Linked DNA regions of Mus musculus: regions 1 and 2 are each linked to region 3. The links are chromatin contacts, called in public Hi-C and promoter capture Hi-C maps. All regions are on one chromosome and are shown on one strand. The core of a region is the stretch at or near the end of the contact, and the rest is flanking DNA. Distances in the headings are between cores, read along the strand shown. Region 1 holds the start of Sympk (symplekin). Region 2 holds the start of Calm3 (calmodulin 3). Region 3 holds the start of Hnrnpul1 (heterogeneous nuclear ribonucleoprotein U-like 1).

What was found. Promoter capture Hi-C pulls out the DNA fragments that hold promoters and counts their contacts. A called contact is a pair of places that touch in the nucleus more often than the background predicts.
Region 1: a promoter capture Hi-C map of the HPC-7 cell line shows a contact between it and region 3. The contact joins the promoter of Sympk here to the promoter of Hnrnpul1 in region 3. A contact is called at or near these places in 3 of 39 promoter capture datasets (the HPC-7 cell line, cranial neural crest and maxillary cranial neural crest).
Region 2: a contact with region 3 is called in a Hi-C map of B cells, with 5 read pairs. The contact joins the promoter of Calm3 here to the promoter of Hnrnpul1 in region 3. A contact is called at or near these places in 1 of 39 promoter capture datasets (cranial neural crest), 1 of 484 Hi-C or Micro-C datasets (B cells) and 1 of 9 other capture datasets (adipose tissue).

The regions. Positions count from the first base shown.
Region 1 is chr7:19,022,212-19,025,852 of GRCm38.p6, forward strand. It overlaps Sympk (symplekin), which reads left to right and starts at 2,166. Exons shown (of 27, transcript NM_026605.2): 1 at 2,166-2,295. It overlaps Foxa3 (forkhead box A3), which reads right to left and starts at 1,328. Exons shown (of 2, transcript NM_008260.2): 1 at 1,138-1,328. The coding sequence starts at 1,206.
Region 2 is chr7:16,922,274-16,926,112 of GRCm38.p6, forward strand. It overlaps Calm3 (calmodulin 3), which reads right to left and starts at 1,759. Exons shown (of 6, transcript NM_007590.3): 1 at 1,568-1,759. The coding sequence starts at 1,570. Gm45972 (predicted gene, 45972) reads left to right here. Exons shown (of 3, transcript NR_165470.1): 2 at 142-289; 3 at 1,167-2,245.
Region 3 is chr7:25,752,124-25,756,212 of GRCm38.p6, forward strand. Hnrnpul1 (heterogeneous nuclear ribonucleoprotein U-like 1) reads right to left here and starts at 2,636. Exons shown (of 15, transcript NM_144922.3): 1 at 2,218-2,636. The coding sequence starts at 2,512.

The sequences.
Region 1 (3,641 bases), core at 916-3,415, 6.7 Mb before region 3:
AACTCCCAATGACCTGAGATACCACCCTGGCTTCTGCCTTCCTACAAAGTCACCAACACCTCCAGCCCCCTCCCTTTCTACTTCTGCACACTCCCAATTCCTTCCCGGTCAGCTCTGCCCCACCTCACACCTCACCAGACCTAGGACAGGCCCCTCCCGGGCACCTCGCCAACTCCAAGACCAGCTACCCCTAGGGATCCAGGAGTCCAATTCCACAACTTGGAAATACAGACCCTAGCCACCTCCCTCAGCCGCTGAAGCTTGACTTGTTCGAGAGCCCCCCCCCCCCACCTTAAGCCGTCTATGTCAGGAGCTCATGGGTCCAGAACCTCGGCCCTTCTCCCCACCATCACAATATGGACTACAGGGTGCAGAAGCACTCGGACAAACGGGAGTTAGACGTGAAGAGGGACTTTCTGTTTGTTGGGGTGAAGGAATTAATGTAAGTCTAGCAATGCCTAGATGGTGTACATTCTGGAGAGCCCCTGCTGAGGGTCGGGGTAAGGATGGCTGACTCCTGCCACACAGATGTGGATCCTCTTGTCTTTTGATCTTCCAAGGCTGACGTCATCTGAGGACTAGTCTACCTAAGCCACCTGTTACATTAGATTCCTCAGAAGGACCCCCGACCACCCTATTTGTGCCCCTACCTTAGCTCCTCAGCTGATCTTTATCCCGGAACCTCAATTCTGACCCCCGACTGCCCGAAGTCCCCCAACCCCCGTCTTCAACCCTGAATTCCGGCACAAACTTTTCCTTACTGCGGACTACCAATGCCTCTTAGTCTCTGTATTTCTCCTCTCTACTACAGAACTCATTTCTCGAGGTCCTCCAGCTCTATCGCTCTACCCTAGAGCTCCGGTTCCCACCTCCAATTTGTTCATTCGACTCAGGGGCTCGACACCTTTCAAGTATAACTTCGAGGTTTCATTGCTAACATTTTCTTCCGTTGGAAGCAAGCCTTCGCATGGATCTGCAGTCTAAATCGTTCTCCCAAACCTTGTCCCCCGACTCCCACACCTAGAATCTGTGTCCTCAGGTCTGTTGCTCCCACCTGGGCCCACACCACAGCGCCTGCTTGCATTTAAGCCCCACACCTGCCCCCCATTTCCCGCTCCGCCATCCCCGAGGACACACCTCGCCCGCCTCCGGGTAGTAGCTCCACTCGGCCAGGTCATGAGCCTCCATCTTCACTGAGCCCAGCATCCCCGGGGCCTGCGCCCCCACACACCCAGGCTGAGGCCCCCCTGGGGGAACCGAGTGCTTCGGTCTCTCTACAGGCACTAGCCCCGAGTTCCGACCTGAGGCACACAGCCCGGGAGTCCCGCTGGCCCAGGCGCCTTGGGAGGCAGCCACTTTTTATAGCCGGGACACCCCCTCCCGGGCCCGCCCCGGGCTCCCCGCCCGCCTCCCCGAGCGCGGCGCCCTCGGATTGGGGCGCCCCCTGCGGGATCTCAAGAAGAGAGACCTCAGGCACTGGGAGCCTCGGTCCTGGCACCTGGAAGCTTGCGATGGATGAAGAGTCGGGGACTACAAGGCGTGGGGTAGAGAGCCACACCCTGCTGATCCCAAAAGCCCTAGAGCAACAGAGCGGGAGCCGGGGAATCTTTCTGCCTCTAAGTGTTTCATCATCTCCAGCTAAAGGAGGGAAACTCTAGAACCCCGCATGTCTTCCACGAAAGAAAGGAGGTTGACAGAGCTCAGGACTCCACAAGTCCCTATACAACACCGTTTAAGTAGCCCGCAGAGATTCCTGAAACCACATTCCCATTGGACAGACAGGAAGACTGAGGCTTTTGACGTCTGCGAATGTTGCAGGCTCCGTACAGAGTCAGGGTCGGCGGTGGAAAGGCTCAGGGCTTCTGCTCAGACCCCATTAAGGCACCAGATCTCCTCTAAGACCCAGAAACTCCACTCACAGCACTCTCCACTCAACGTTAGCCAGCCGTCTAGGGAGAGGGACTCCGGACCGCTGGGAACTCCATTTCCCAGAAGCCTTCGTTCCCATTTCCGTCCGGCGCCTGCGCAGCGCGGACTACATTTCCCAGAAGGCATGGCGCTCGAAGGCCGGAAATGGCGGCCGCTCCGGTGGACGCCCGGGGAGGGCGGGCGGCTGCCGACGCGGCACGCCTTAGGGGCGGGGACCGGCCGCGGTGCCGGACTCCATTTCCCGGCGGCCCTACTAGTGCAGCGCCTGCGCCGTGTCACGGCGGCGGGCGGAAGATGGCGGCGGCGGCAGCGTCTGCGGAGAGGCGCTGCTGAGGGGGCGCGAGGGGGACAGAGGCCGGAGTCGCGGTGAGCGGGTGGCGGCGTGAGGTCCTGGGGTGGGGGGAGGGGGGGCGCTGACAAGGCCGGGGCGCGAGCGATGGGGAGGGCCTCGGCGAGGGCCGGGAGCAGCGGGGTCGCGGGCCCCCGCTTCTTCCCACACTGCTCGGGACCCATCCTTGCCTTCTTTGGCTTCCCGGTCCCCCGGGGCCAAAGTTCCACCGTGGCCGCGCAGACCTCCTGGGCCACCAGCCTGGCCCTGGCTCGTCCCCCGCTCCGCACACTGCTGCACCGGGCCCTTCACTTCCCCAGACTGGCCGTGTGCGAAGCTTCCCACCTCCGGGCCTTTGCACAGGCTGTTCCTCCCCAGTGTCCCCCGCCCTGGAAACGTGCTGTTATCCTTCGGCCTAACTCCCTTTCATCTTCGGGGTTGGGGGGCTCGGCACCCCACGTCACTGCCCCTGCAAAACCTCCGTTTGCCTCCCTCCTTCCTCAAATCCGCCTGCTGAAGGCTCTCCTAGGTCCCCTTGCCTTGCCTTCTCGTCACGTGTGGTCGAACTTGTTATTAGGATTTTATTTGTGTGCTGCGTGAGGAGGTCCCTGACCCTGGGCTCTGTGTAAGAGAGGACAGAGTGTGTCCTGGTGCCTGCCTCCCAGCACAGCTCGCGCCCAACATACACTGGTGTTGCTTAGGCGATGCTCGTTGAATGAATACAGAAAATACAAAAAACAAACAAACAAACAAACAAACAAAAACACTTGGAGATCCACTCTTTAGGATAACGGGAAAGTCATCGTACTTCCTGGTGGGAGGGGCGGTTCAATGCTGAGCACACAACCAGAGAGGGGAAAACAGTGTTAATGTTTCTGATAGCCAGACTGCAAACATCCCGGCTGTCCTTCAGTGGGAAGTCTAGCAGAAATCACTATATTTACGTAATAAAATGATTTGCAACCGTGGAAAGAAAGGAAGGTGGAAAATAGACTGAGCTCAGTATTTACTAAGAGAAAAAAAAGTGAAATAGAAAATAGTTTCTATAAAGTTGACCATCAGCTTGTCTTGGAAGTTCACATGCGTGGATTCAGCCAATCTTAAGATTGAAATAGTCAGGAAAATGGTTTACACTGACTTTAAAATTTTACATCCTCCCTCAACAATACAATGTAACAACGTTGTTTACATTGTATGTTGAATTAGGTCATCTGGAGGTGATTTAAGCCAGACTTGATGACACAGACCTAGTTAAGAGACTGGGGCAGGGGGATTACAAAGTTACTTGGCACACAAGTGCTCTTACTATACAAGCCCTGAGTTCCCCAGCTAGCACAGCCTAAGAGATGATAACAGTATGCTAGAAGGTCTGTGTAGCACTTGA
Region 2 (3,839 bases), core at 509-3,008, 8.8 Mb before region 3:
GCTGCCTGTCCTCCCCAGCTTTGCCAGGGAGGGTGGTGCACGCGGTTCCCAGCCTGAGGCTGGGGGAGGGGGGATGGTGGGGAGGGCTGGGGGTGTTGTGGGTGGCAGGACCAGAGGAGAAGTAATCTATTTTGCTTCTAGAAGCTTTAGCTTTGGGCGCTGGGGAAGAGGCCTGGAAAGAACAAGTGGCCCTTGAGTCAACGAGAGGGTCCTTGGAGGTCTTCTCTGGACAAGCACTGCAGCCCCCGCCCTGAGGGATGGAACTGGGCATCTGTCACTGACCCAAACGGTACTGTATTGCGCTGTCATTTGGCACAGTGAGGAGAAGCAGGTGCATGAAGCTGGAGGAGAAAGGCAGCCCTCCTAGCCTGGAAGGGACAATGAGGGGGCCAAGCTTCCTGGCTTAGCCATCATTTGATGCACCCCAAACTTTGACCCCAGTCCTGTATCATGCAGCTTCAGTGCGCAATAGGGCCCTGAACAACTCCGCCCACCTGCTCCCACTGCCTCAGTGCCTTCAGCCTGGCCCAGCCCCATTCTTGCCAAGGCAAAGGGAGCACACAGCTACTCCTTCAGGTCCTCTGCTGCAGCCCATGACCAAGCCCGAGTCATCAGCCTTTGTGTCGGGACCTTTCCCCGGAGACACCCACCTCTAAACCTAGTCCTACCTCAGCCACCATTCATTGTCTCCTACACTTCTCTAGAAGGCTGTCCAACCTCACCCCCACCACCCAAACTCAAGTCCTTCCCTAGCCCTCACCTTGGAAACCCCGTTTTTTCTCTGACCCAAACAAAACACGCCTTACAAACCCCAACCTCTCTTTCTAGTGCAACAACCTAGACCTCAGAATCCTTCCTAGCTACCCCCAACCAAGTTCTCCACAAGGCTCCCTGGTTCCCCACACTACCCGTGATCACATCCCCACTCCTTTAAAAACATTTCTGCGACCCCCAACTCTCCTCAGTCCCCTTCTGGGTCCTCACAGGCTCCAAGAGCATCTTCTAGCCTCTGCTGCCACCCACCTCGGGCTCCTCCTTACCTCAGCCTGCACCTGACCCTTCTCCTCTTCCTCCTCCTCTTGGCAATGCTTGTCCTTGGAGACCCCTCCCCCACCGGGGTCTACAGTGCACAAGTGACCCAGGATCCCCATCTATCCTCTCTGCAGAACACTCCCTAGGAACCGACCGGTCCCCCTCTCCGCTACCCACAGCCACCCCTCTAGGAGCAGCCTCCTGCATTCCTCCAGGACCCAAAGCCTTCATCGCCGGCGTTTCCTATTTCCTCCTCCCGGGGACCGGGTAGATGTGATTCTAAAACCAATCGCCCGGAGAGGGATCCGAATGCTGCCTGGGAGGTGGCGGGGGTGGGGATGTCCTGGAGCTCCTCATTTGAAGCCTCAGACTGTCTGTTTGGGGGTCCTACCAATTCCATCTGCTGCTAAAACCGCTTCTAGAAGTCCCAAGGGCCGCATGGGAGGTCCCGAGGGGCCCGGCCTCTCCCTCCCAGGGTTCGCTCGCCATCTCCGGGATGGGGGGGTCTCCACCCGACTTCAGCCGCCTCACTCACCATGGCGAGGCACCGGTATCCGGAGCTCGGGGATCGAGGTTACTCTGGCGGCGGCAGCAGCTGCAGCAGCTCGAGCTCCGCCGCGCGTCCGCGCCTCCACACTCTTTGCCCGCAGCGCGCGCCACCGCCGCCGCCGCCCGCCCCAACGGTCCCTCAACGGCCGCCGCGCGCGCCCCGCCTCGCCCGGCCCCGCCCCAGACGGCTCGCGCGCTCCCGCTGCACTGCGGCTTCCTACGGATCCCTTCGCGTCAGGCTCGTGCGGCTCGCCCCTTCCACAGAGCCCAGCGAATCTGCTGCCGCACGGGCACGCGCACGCGCGTTCCCCACCGCGGGGACTACTTTCGCTCTCGGCGCTCTCGGCCCCTTGCATCCGCTCCGCTTTCCTCTCTGGCGGAAGGGCACCGGTTTACGGAGAGTGACACGTCTCTGTGTGAGCCACGCCGCTATTGGACCCGCCTCGTGGCGGAAATGAGAACGCAACTCCGATTGGTCCGGCCTTCCCTGCAATGCGTCAAACTGGGGCGAGCCACCGCGCGGTGTGCGGGGGGCAGCACGACCTGTGTGGCTCTGTGGAGCCGCGAGGAATAGAGGGGCTAAGACGGAAACAGGGTGGATGTTGGAGAAGCAAATACGTTGTCTCTATGGCTCGGAAATAAAAATGGGTTGGGGGAAGAAGCAGAAGGACTTTCTTCTCTCTCCCTTTGAGCAGATACAAGATGGTTTAATCCAAAATCGTGGGGTCTAGGAGCCTGGCCTGAACCGGCTCTTCACAGTGGTTGGCTCTTCAAGGTTCCGCTGGTCTCCTGAAGGTTCCACCCTCTACGCGTACAATTTGCTGGGATGGCTGAGTGGGTGAAGGCGCTTGCAGGCAAGCTAGAAACTGTGAGTTCGATCACCGGAACTCACGTGGTGGTTTGGAGAACAGACTTCCACAAAGAATTGTCCTCGGACTTCCACATGCGCGCTGTATAAATAAGTTCAAACAAACAAACAAACACAAATCTAAAACACGCACAAAAGCAACATGTGGGGATCTGGACTTGACTCTTGATCTCAGGATCTGTACCCAGAACAATCTCTGGATGCAGAATGTTTTCATTCATTCATTCATTCATTCACTCATTCAGCCAATTAAACATGAATTGGGCACTGCTGTCTGCACAGATCTGGTGCCGGGCTGTGCTGGTGACATCACACTTCTCAACCATTCTCTTGTCACCTAGACAGTGTGACTCACTTCTTATTCTAGGGATTCCAGGCACAGAAAGAAAAAGAACTGTTGCTAAGGGCACCTGAGACAACTGTATTGTATACCATAGTGTATATACTGTACATTACTGTACAGAGCCCTCGTATAGGATGGGAGTTGGCATTTTCTTCCTTCCTTTATTTATTTATTTATTTATTTATTTATTTATTTATTGAGACTGTGTAGCCCTGAGCCCTGGTTGGCCTTCAGAATCAAAGGCATGCATCGACACTCCAGGGCAAGAACTGACAGAGAAGGGGGGTGGGGGGAGAGAGAGAGAGAGAGAACTTCTAGGGTCAGAAAACTTTTTTTTTTTTTTTTTGGTGGGGAGGGAGAGACTGGGAGAATATAGTCTTTCTGTAAATGCCGCCTGTGGACATCTCTTAAATCTGCTCTCAGGAAAGAAAATGTGTCTAGTGCAGAAGGAAATAAAACTGATAGAGCAGAGGCAGAGAGGAGGGAGGATCTTGTTGACATTGGTTTAAATGTCTGCAACCTGTAAACTGAGATTTACAACCTGTAGGTCTTGACCCCCTTGTGGCTTGCATATCAGATATCTTGCATATCAGATATTTACATAATGACTCATAACAGTAGCAAAATTACAGGTTTGAACTAGTAATCAAACAATTTTTTAAAAGATTTTTATTTATTTATTACACACAGTGCTCTGTCTGCATGTATGCCTGCAGGCCAGAAGAAGGCACCAGATCCCATTACAGATGGTTGTGAGCCACCATGTGGGTGCTGGGAATTGAACTCAGGACCTCCAGAAGAGCAGTCAGTGCTCTTAATCTCAGAACAGTATCTCCAGCCCACAATGAAATAATTTTATGATTTGGAGTCCCCAGTACTTGTATGGGGTTTTTGCAGCATTAGGAAAGTTGAGAACCACAGACTTAATGACATTAAAATGTGTTCTCTCTTTTTTTGAGTCAGGGTATCTTAGTTTGGTTTCTATTTCTGTAATAGAGGCCATTTCTAAAACCAGCTTGGGGGAAGAAAGGGTCTGTCTTAGTCAGG
Region 3 (4,089 bases), core at 1,386-3,885:
TCTCAGAGGACAAATACATCTGGGCACAAACCAGGTGCAGCCCAAAGGGAGGAAAGCAAGAAGTCATGTGGCTTGCTGTATATAGTATCTGTTTACCAAGAATGAAGGAAGTACTAGAGAAGGATACCTGAAAGAGGCGCTTAGATGATTTTGTTGGTGTTGGGGTGTGTGTGTGTGTGTGTGTGTGTGTGTGTGTGTGGAATGACGATGTCAAGGGACAGAGGATCTCCTTAACTGCAACACAAGGCCTCTTCACACTATTCTTCCTCCTCCAGTCTCAGGACAATGTCTTCCCCAGAAAACCTATGTTCTTTCACCTACTAGGGGATAGGCTGCCCTAGAGAGGATATGATGCTGGCTGGGGTCCTTTTCTACTCTCTACAACATTCCCCTAAAGACAGGCAACCTTGTATGAAGCCCTTGAAACACACGATCTCATGACTATCAACTCTAGGAGGACAGTCTTACCATTCCCATTTTACAAGGAGACCAGGCTCAGAGGGGCAATGATCTGCTGATTTCAAGAAGTCTACAGTTGGTTCTGAAGCATCCAACTCTCTTTCCCAGGACCCTTTTGCTAGAAGCAAGGTTAAGGGCAGCATCCTCTCGGCTCTTTCACAAGCCTTTCTTGCCAGGGTTTCTCAGCTCTGGATACATTCACAGGCCACTCCTCCCTTCTTAGCAGGGAATTGTCCATGGAAGACTTGCCAGCACAGGGTAATCCCTAACACTCTACATCTAGGGTGGCCCCTCTACAGGATCCAACTTCTTATGAACAATTGAGTAGCAATGCCAATCCCAAGACTCTTTTGAGGACTCATTTTTTCTCTCTTTTTACTGTTTAGTCCCAAACTCCACAGTGCCTTCTCAGAAAAACACTCTAAGTCTTGGACACCACTGTGTCTGGTTCCAAATTCCCTCTCATACCAGGGTCTCCTTTACTCAAAGGACTGCTCTTTGATGCCAATCCTAACTAGAGACACTTTGGGCAGATCAAGTTCCCCCATATTCCCTGAGCACCCCATCTCCCTGAGCATACAAGTAACTATTTCTGGGGACTCAGGAGCCCTCTCTTGGAAAGGAATACTCCCTCTGCTTCATCATGAGGCCCCCAGCCAAAGCAACAGGTTTTCTTTCTTTTTCATACCCTCCACACTTCCCTCCCCCACACCTGCTAGACTAGCCACATGATCCCTGGCACACACAAGGGTCCCACCAGAGTTACCAACTCATTCCCCACAACTCCTGTTTCAAAAACTACCCATAGTTAAGAATGCAAGGCCACTCAGCAGAAACCACAGAGTACTAACCTGAGTCCTTCCAATTCTAGGCCCTCTAGTTTCTTTGTCCATGAGAAGATTCTGTCCTTTCTTGTCACCATTTAGATCCCAAATCTCCTCTGGAAGCCAACTAGATAGCCTAGACCTCCCAGTACCAAACATACAAGTTGTACCTGCCCTCAAGGTTGACCCTGTAACCTCGAGGAAATGTAGGAGTTGGGGATAGGGGTTTCCAAATCTGCTGGTCTTTCATTACCTCCTAAAAGGCCACCTGGCACACACTGGAGAGTTCAGTCCATGTTTTGGGAGACTCTTCCCAGCCTTGGACACCCGTAGGTCCAAAGTGCCAGTCCACCCCCAGCACTAAGCAGATCTTATCCCATCCGTGAAGAAAATCAAAGATCTTCTACCCTTAAAATTCTCCCTGACCTGCACCCTAGGCCATTCTTCCGCTACCTGAAAATCCAGCTTTTGAGACTCAGCCCAAACGGTGGACTAGCATGGCTACCCCAAGCTGTCAGCTCACCGCTCGGCTAGAATCTCTCATTTTCCAAGACGCCGCCCCCCGACACCCCTTTCCCTAAAACGTCTAGTTCTTCCGACTTTTTCCAACTCAAAGCCACAAAACAGAACCCCAAAGCAGTTTCCAGTCTCCGAATCCCAGGATATAAAATCCTCCCCGCCCGCCCGCTAGGACCCTGGTCGCCTTAAAATAAAATCCATCCCCCTCCACACGGTTTTCCTTGCACCGAAGGCCAGGATCCGCCCTCAGGCTGCCCCGAGGCCCTGGCCGCAGATCCTTTACAACGGCAGGTGGCAGGATCCCTGGCTCCTCAGACCATCTCCTGGATCTCTGTGGAGTCGAGCTCCCGCGTCCCACAGCCCGTCCTCGGCCCGGACTCCAGGCTCCCCGGTCCCCCGCCCCGCGCACTCTCACAATGTCCGTCCGGCCCCGAGTAGCCGCCGGGCTCCGGGTGCGGCTGCAGCCCGGGCGGCGGTGGCTGCGCGGTCCCCTCCAGCTCGGAGCCCCCCTCGGTCTCGACCTCCTCGTTGTTGTGCCCAGGTAACCCCGGATCGTCGTCAGCCTCGAGCTCCCGTTCGTCTTCGGGCTCCTCGGCCTCTAGCGCCGCCAGCAGCCGCTCAGCAAGCTCGGCCTTCAGGCCGCGAGTGTCCAGGCCGCGGCGCTGCAGCTCCTCGCGAAGTTCGTTCACCTTCAGGCGACGCACATCCATGGCCCGGGCCCCCGGGGCGGCCCCCGAGCCTGGCCCGGCCTCCCAGGGCTCTGTCCCCCCTAAACCTTGCCTGTCAGGAGGCGAAGGGGGAAAAGGGGGGGCCACTCCAATGGCGGCGGCGGCTCAAGATGGCCGCCGCCGCCTCCTCCCCCTTGCCCGGACCGTACGATGTAAAACGAGTCTCAATTGGTCAGCGCATGGGGCAACGGGCGCGGGCCCGGGAACCAAGCCAATCACAGTGTGGCTTTCAAAAGAACGGTACTAGAGGGCTCAGGAGCTGCCTAAGAGGAAGCGTTAGCCTACGTTGAAGTCGCGGCCAGAGTGGAGGGCGGGAAAAGGCGAGAGGCGGAGCAAGCGCTGATTGGGTAGCGCTCGCGCGCCCGCTGCGGTACAGTCAAATGAAGGAAAGGGAGTAACGACTTGGAGCCATTAGCAGCCAGATCTCAGAACAACCGCCCAGTCTCTCCGCGCCGTGCTTCCCTCAGACTCTCTGTAAAACACATTCTAACTGGTCTTCATCTCACGCCCCCTCGCGGAGGCCAAGCGGGTAAAACCACCACAACCAATCAAATGCGGCGGGAAGAGGCCGGCCAACCCTCGTCTTTCCTGTTGCCTTTCGGGAACCGGAAGGAGATTAATTCACCGAGGCCCCGCCCCTTGCCGTTAGGGCGGTTTCAAAACAACCTGTTCGCCAATCGCAGTTACTGTTATATTTCACCACTGCCAGAGCTTGAGCGCTTTAGAAAAAGCGAACTAGATTGGCCATTCTTGAGAGGCTTGCCTCTCAAAGTTCTCCGTACAGCAGGGTATAATACGGAATGAAAATCAAGTGGATCTGTTACTCATCGTTTGTTAGAAACCCAGTTGCCTTTATGAGAAACAACAACAACAAAATTGGTCCTGGAGAGCGCTGAAGGGTTGAAAGCAGGGGCTAGGCTAACAACGGGAGAAAAGTTGTGTGGTAAATCGCACCCCTCCCTTTGATGCACAACCTCCCAGGGCGCTTTCTCTATGGTTGCTAGACAAGCCACTCTGCACGCAACCATAGAGCCTTCCCGCTCTGGGCATAGCTGCAGAAGTTCGCGGCTTTCCATCTCGAATCCATTAAACCGTTGTTGCTCAACCTCAATCTTGCTGTGTCTACTCTGACCAATTCGCACACGAGAATCCGTAATTACGACAGGTTGTGTTAATCCATACACCTGTCGCCCTTTGCTCAGAAGACAAAAACTTAGTGAAATAACACCGAGACGCACAACGCAAATGTGCACCGACATCTATAGCCTTAACTCCCAACAAAAGCCACAAACACTCTCTATTAGACACACGCAAACATCCCACAATAAATGAATAGGCGTGACAGGCCAAAAGCATCAATTCAGGATAAGACTTCAAACGGCAGTGTAGGTGTGGCACAAGCATGCAGCATCGTGCGACAAAGCTCAGCTAAGACAGTTCACGCTACAAGCTCACACCACAGCAACCTAGACACACAGCACCCACTCAGCAGCGGGACAGACACTCACGTGGGCCCGAGGTTCCAGTCCAGACACCCCGCCCCTCGCCCACGTCGGACT